Regions from separate parts of the Bos taurus genome. Here region 2 is linked to region 1. The links are chromatin contacts, called in public Hi-C maps. All regions are on one chromosome and are shown on one strand. Each heading gives the region's core, a stretch centred on a gene start, on an enhancer-like site or on the middle of the called end of the contact. The rest is flanking DNA. Distances are from core to core; before and after follow the strand shown.

Region 1 (2,700 bases), core at 174-2,673:
GGAGCCTGCTGGGTTATAGTCCATGGGGCTGTAGTCCGACATGCCTGAGCGACTAAGCACAGCACAGCACAGTGCTCTTACTGTCCTGGGGGAGCATCTTAAATACTCTGAGGAGCCTTTCCTGGCCACCGCAGATCCCCGCCCCCACCCCTCCACACCCCCATCTCTCTGTCTGCATCCCTGTCACTCCACCCCCAGTACGTTTCTTGTTTAGGTGTTTATTGTCTACTCTGCCCGCTTCCCTAGACTGTAACTTTCATGAGGGCAAGGACTTTCCTGAGCTGGTATTCTGCAGGTTCTCAATAAATCTTTGTTGAATGGCTATGGAAGGAATGGAGGCCGAAGTCCATTGATTCCCTCCTTTCCCAGCAGCCCTGAGAGCTGGGTGCTGGCACTCCAGGGCCACGTGTCAAAAACAATGCTCAGGGTTTTTTCCTTGGGAGCCTGGGAACCCCAGGCAGGGGGCCTACTTTTAGAAGCCCTGGGGGCATTGGTGGGCACCAACCCTTAGCAGGGGACGATCAGAGCCTGGAGTCTGGAGTGGAGACGGCTCGGTCTATCAGTCTCTAGTGGACTACTGATCCTCTCTGTGCCTCCACTTTCTCATATGTAAAACTGCGAGAATACCAGCTACCTCACAGGGCTGTTAGGGAGATTAAGTGGGATAATATATGTAAAACACAGCTCCCTGCCCGGCTTGGAGTAAAGCTCTCCAGATGGTTAGTTATCATTATTGTTGTTGTCAGTGCCATATCTAAGTGTCATTCTTCTGAGCATGAATGGGGGTGCGCGAGGGACTTGGAGGGTGCAGGTAGTTGAAGACACAGACATAAAGACAATTAGGGGAGAGAAGTGGACTGGAGTCATCAGCTGTGTTTGTATTCATGAGTGCCTCTGTGCGTGTGTTTGTGTGCGCGCGTGGGGAGGAGAGGCGGCATGGATCCAAAGGAGAAATCCGGTCTTTCCTCGGAACTCGGTTTTGGGGAGCCCGAGGGGCCTGGCTTTCCCTGCGGCAAGGAAGACTGGGAAGCTGCCTCCGCCCCGCGCGCGCTCAGCCCAGAACCCGAGGCCAAACAACCGAGCGTCTCGATTGTGTGCTTCTGGGATTAGGCGGCTGGATGGGGCAGGGGTGGGGGGGCTGACTTGCGCCCCCGCGGCCAGCACGCTTGGTCCAGACTTGGGGAATCCCAGGGCGGGCGGGACCGCCTCGCTCCCCGACCGCCCCGCGCCCGGGCCCCGCCGCCCGCTCCGCAGCCTCGGATGCTCCCGAACGCCCGCGGGCGGGGCCTGCCTTCCGGAGCTGGGTTGACGGGCGGCGCGGGGCGGGGAAAGGGCCGCTACTTTCCCAGAGTGGCGGGGCGACGTCAGGCGGAAGGGCGCGGGGCGCGCACGCTTTAAATGGCATTCGCTGTCATCCGAGCTCGCAGCCGTGTGGGCAGGAGCCGGCTATATAAGCGGCGGGCCGGGCCGACGCCGGGCAGACGGCGACAGCGGCGGCGGCGAGCGCCTCGGAGCAGCGCACCCCCCACCCCACCCAGCCCCGGAGGCCCGCGCCCCCCGACGGGCCCGCCCGCCCTCCAGAGGAGCGCCGACCCGGGCCCGTGAGGGCCGCCACCACCCCGCAGCAGATTTGGATCCTCCGCGCGGCGAGCCCCAGGCTGCTGCCTCCCGGGGGGCCCCGGCGCAGCGGCCGCCCCCGGAGAGCCCCGCCGCCCCGCCGGCCGACCCCGAAAACGCCGGCCGCGCCATGGCGGCCGCCAAGCCCGGCGAGCTGATGGGCATCTGCTCCAGCTACCAGGCGGTGATGCCGCACTTCGTGTGCCTGGCCGACGAGTTCCCGCAGCCCATGAGGCCCACCAAGCTGTCCAAGGGCAAGGGCCGGCTGCGGCGGCCGCGCCAGTCCCGTTTCAAGACGCAGCCGGTGACCTTCGACGAGATCCAGGAGGTGGAGGAGGAGGGGGCGTCCCCTATGGAGGAGGAGAAGGCCAAGAAGTCGTTCCTGCAGAGCCTGGAGTGCCTGCGCCGCAGCACGCAGAGTCTGTCGCTGCAGAGGGAGCCGCTCAGCGGCTGCAAACTGAGGAACAGCCTGGACTCCAGCGACTCCGACTCGGCCCTGTGACCGGCGCCGCCCGCAGCCGGGACTCGCGCGCCCGGGCGGCGCGTCGCGACGGACCAGCGTGCGAACCCCGAGGGGGCCCCGCGCCCTGCACTCGGGGTCCCCTATCCGCTGAGCACCCTGGTTGGGGGACCGCCTGGACCCTCACCCGACAGCAAACTGGTCCGGGCGCCCCGAGCTGAGCTCGCCCCGGGCGGGAGCGCGCGCCGGGAAGCCGGGGCGCCGGGGAAGGGGGTGCCGCCTTTCTTTGCCCTTGTAAATGTTTATTTTTTAACTCTTCCCAGTACGAACTCTGCTGTGAGTGTGTGCGGGGAGGCGCACCCGCACTGAGTCGCCGCGGGTCCCTGGGGCTTCGCGGAGAGTCGCTCCACGCCCTTGTCCGATGGTCTGAAACTCCGATTTTTGCACACCGCTCCACCGTGCCCACCCCTCCCGGCCACCCCCCGCGCGCACACCCGTTCACACTCACGCCGACCCACTCTCGCTGAACACTTTTATAATTGTTAGGCGCGGCCGATGGGACTTGGGGCGCAGCGCAGCTGGCGCTGTGGCCGGAGGATTGATATTTATTTTTGCATTGCGAT
Region 2 (2,700 bases), core at 141-2,640, 55 kb after region 1:
TGGTCACAAAACCCTGTGTGACCTGGCCCACATCACAGACCTTCTTGGTACCCCCGACCCTGCTCCCTAATGGAGCTGCAGCCACCTGTCGTGGCCTTTTATCTTTTTTGGTGACAATGCTGAGATCATGCTGACCTCAGGGCCTTTGCACCTGCTGTTTCCTCTGCCTGGAACAGCCCTTTCTCCAGAGCTCCACCAGGCTGGTTCCTTCTCTTTCCGTGGGCTCAGCCTAAATGCCACCTCTTCAGAGAGGCAAAGCCCTCCAAACCCTCCTTTCTGTCAAGTGCCTCCCAGCCCTGTTTGCTCCCGTCACATGGGTGTTGCCGTTGGTCATCCCACCTTCCTTTGCTGGCTTGTCATTTGATTGTCTCGCCCACAAGTGCAGGGACCTTATCTGAGGGGTTTGCTGGGCAAATTTCACGGCAGCAAACGCTGATAGGTGTGTGCTCGGTTGATCAGTCGTGTCTGACTCTTTGGGGCCCCATGGACTGTAGCCCCTCAGACTCCTCTGTCCATGGAATTTTCCAGGCAAGAATACTGGACTGGGTTGCCACTTGCTCCTCCAGGGGATCTTTCCGACCCAGGGATCGAACCCATGTCTTCTGCTTTGGCAGGAGGATTCTTTACCATTAGCGCCACCTGGGAAGCCCCCAGCATTTGATATTCCCCCAATAAACTTCTGTTAACTAAATGAAGGAAAGAGTTCCCTCACCACTCCCATCCCAGAAGAGGTAAATAAGTTCTAGGGATGTCCCCACTCCAAGAACTGGCATGGTGTGGGCACTGCCAGACCCTCTTCCCTCTTTCTGGTGTCCTGGTCCTCTCGAGTCCTCATGACGAGCTGTCTAATGGATTCTTAATTTCCCCTGTTACTGTGGCAGGGGCGTAGGCATCAGGATTTTCATACATTTGTTCATTCACGCCTGCGTTTATCCTGAACTTCCCAGCAACGTGAAGTCAGAAGACCTGGGCCTGGATGCGACCCCTGCCACCAACCCACTGTGTCACTTTCGTCAGGTCTCAGCTGCACCCCGAGCTCAGTTTGTTCCTGTGCCGAAGCGGAGGTGGGGATGGTGGACCTGGTGGACACACTCCTCGCCTCCATCAGAAAGGCCTTGGGGACGCCGTCCAGGCGGGGTCCAGGTGGGCTCCAGGACGCCCGACTCCAGGCTGGAGCAAAACTTGAGTCCTGGCTTCACAGCGAGGAGATGACTGTCGGTTCCCTGCTGGCCTGTGGTCTGTGTCCAGCCCCAGCTGGTGTCTGGGAATGGAGGGAAGCGGGACAGGAAATGAAATCTGGGTCACCAGCCCACCCAGCCTCCCCACTCCACCACCCACATTCCCAGGCTTGCTCTGCCTGCCTCTGAACCGAGCCTCTTCGCAGACCATGGGGGTGGCCCAGGGCCCATGCAGTATCTGTCCCCATCTAGGGGAGGAGCGGGGAACACAGGGCAGGAGGTCGAGCCAACTTCCCAGAATAAGCCCCGCAGCTCTTCCCAAGCGAACAGAATGCAGAGAAGCCAGCGTTCCCAAGTTCAAGGCCAAGGCAGGGCGGAGGTCCCTGCGGAGGTGGGTCTGAGGCTGGGGTATGGTGGGAACAATGATGTGCTTTTGGCAGGCCCAGAAGATTTTTCCTTTCTGGAACTTTAGGCGGATGCCTTCCCGCTCCCCCGCCTCCTGCAGGGAACTTCCTCAGGCCAAGCACCAGCAAAATCTGGAAGAATCTGCCTGGAAGCTGATTTCCCTGGTTTCTGTCCCAGAGGTCAGCTCTGCATCCCCACTCTGATCCCAAAACAACAAAACAGGATAGATGAAATCCCCTGATGTTCTAGGCGCAGGCAAGTGTTTTCCACGGTGTGAACCTCTCTCTCCTACGGACTTGATCTCACAACCTTCCCCCTTTCAAAGACAAGTGGTTTATGAAGCTAATTCATACTAACATGTGAACAAGTGCCTGCTGACCTTCGCCTGCCCTGTGTATCTGACTATGAGCTCCTGGAGCATAGGGACTGGTTTATTCCTCTTCATGGTTGCAGTGCCAGGTACAAGGTTTGGTTCAGAGTTGGTGTTGTGTGGATCATCATAAAGAAGACAGAAATAACAAAAATAAATCATAACAGCTAACAACTACTGGATGTCTTCTAAATGCCACAGAATCAGGTAAGGGCTTTATGTATGTTACCTTATCTCATCTTCACCTTGGTGAAGATGTGGTAGGTACTGTACTTATCCCCATTTTACAGAGGAGGAAACTGAGGCTCGGGGAGGTGAAATAACTTATCCAGGAATCTAAAGCGGTGGCGGCAGTGTTCAAATCACGGCAACCTGACTCCCAAATGCACGTTCTTAACGGAGTAAGCTAGGTAATTTGGACCAAGGTTAATTAGGCTCGATCTGAAGTTCTTCTTTTACAAAACACTCAACACCTCCTCTTCCCAAATATCTCTAATGATGAATTTTAGGCTTCTATGAGTGTGGGTTTCTGTTTTATTTTTTCAGGAAGTCCCCAAATCCCAATCAGAGTGATTCGGGAGAGGACTGGAAGACGTCAACCAAATCCCGATCAGAGTGACTCGGGAGAGGACCGGAAGGCATCCACGGATGCGGTTTTCCTCCCTACCTTCTCTCCCGCTCCCACCTGCCTGGTGAAAATATAGGAGCCCCTGGGATGCCCAGCTTCAGGGCGGGCTTGGAAAAGGC

The links. Hi-C and Micro-C count contacts between places; a contact is called where the count stands out from the background.
Region 2: a contact with region 1 is called in a Hi-C map of skeletal muscle, with 4 times the contacts expected there. The contact joins the enhancer-like site here to the promoter of C15H11orf96 in region 1. A contact is called at or near these places in 3 of 11 Hi-C or Micro-C datasets (liver and skeletal muscle).

The regions. Positions count from the first base shown.
Region 1 is chr15:74,042,556-74,045,255 of ARS-UCD2.0, forward strand. It overlaps C15H11orf96 (chromosome 15 C11orf96 homolog), which reads left to right and starts at 1,424. Exons shown (of 1, transcript NM_001145035.1): 1 at 1,424-2,700. The coding sequence starts at 1,748. The coding sequence ends at 2,119.
Region 2 is chr15:74,097,586-74,100,285 of ARS-UCD2.0, forward strand. No RefSeq gene overlaps it. Among named protein-coding and RNA genes, the nearest start is that of C15H11orf96, 55 kb to the left of the region's middle. Within about 2 kb of position 1,391, at least 22 of the 102 cell types and tissues checked have an H3K27ac peak or open chromatin away from gene starts, as enhancers often do. A contact at or near this core is called in skeletal muscle, where this site is marked.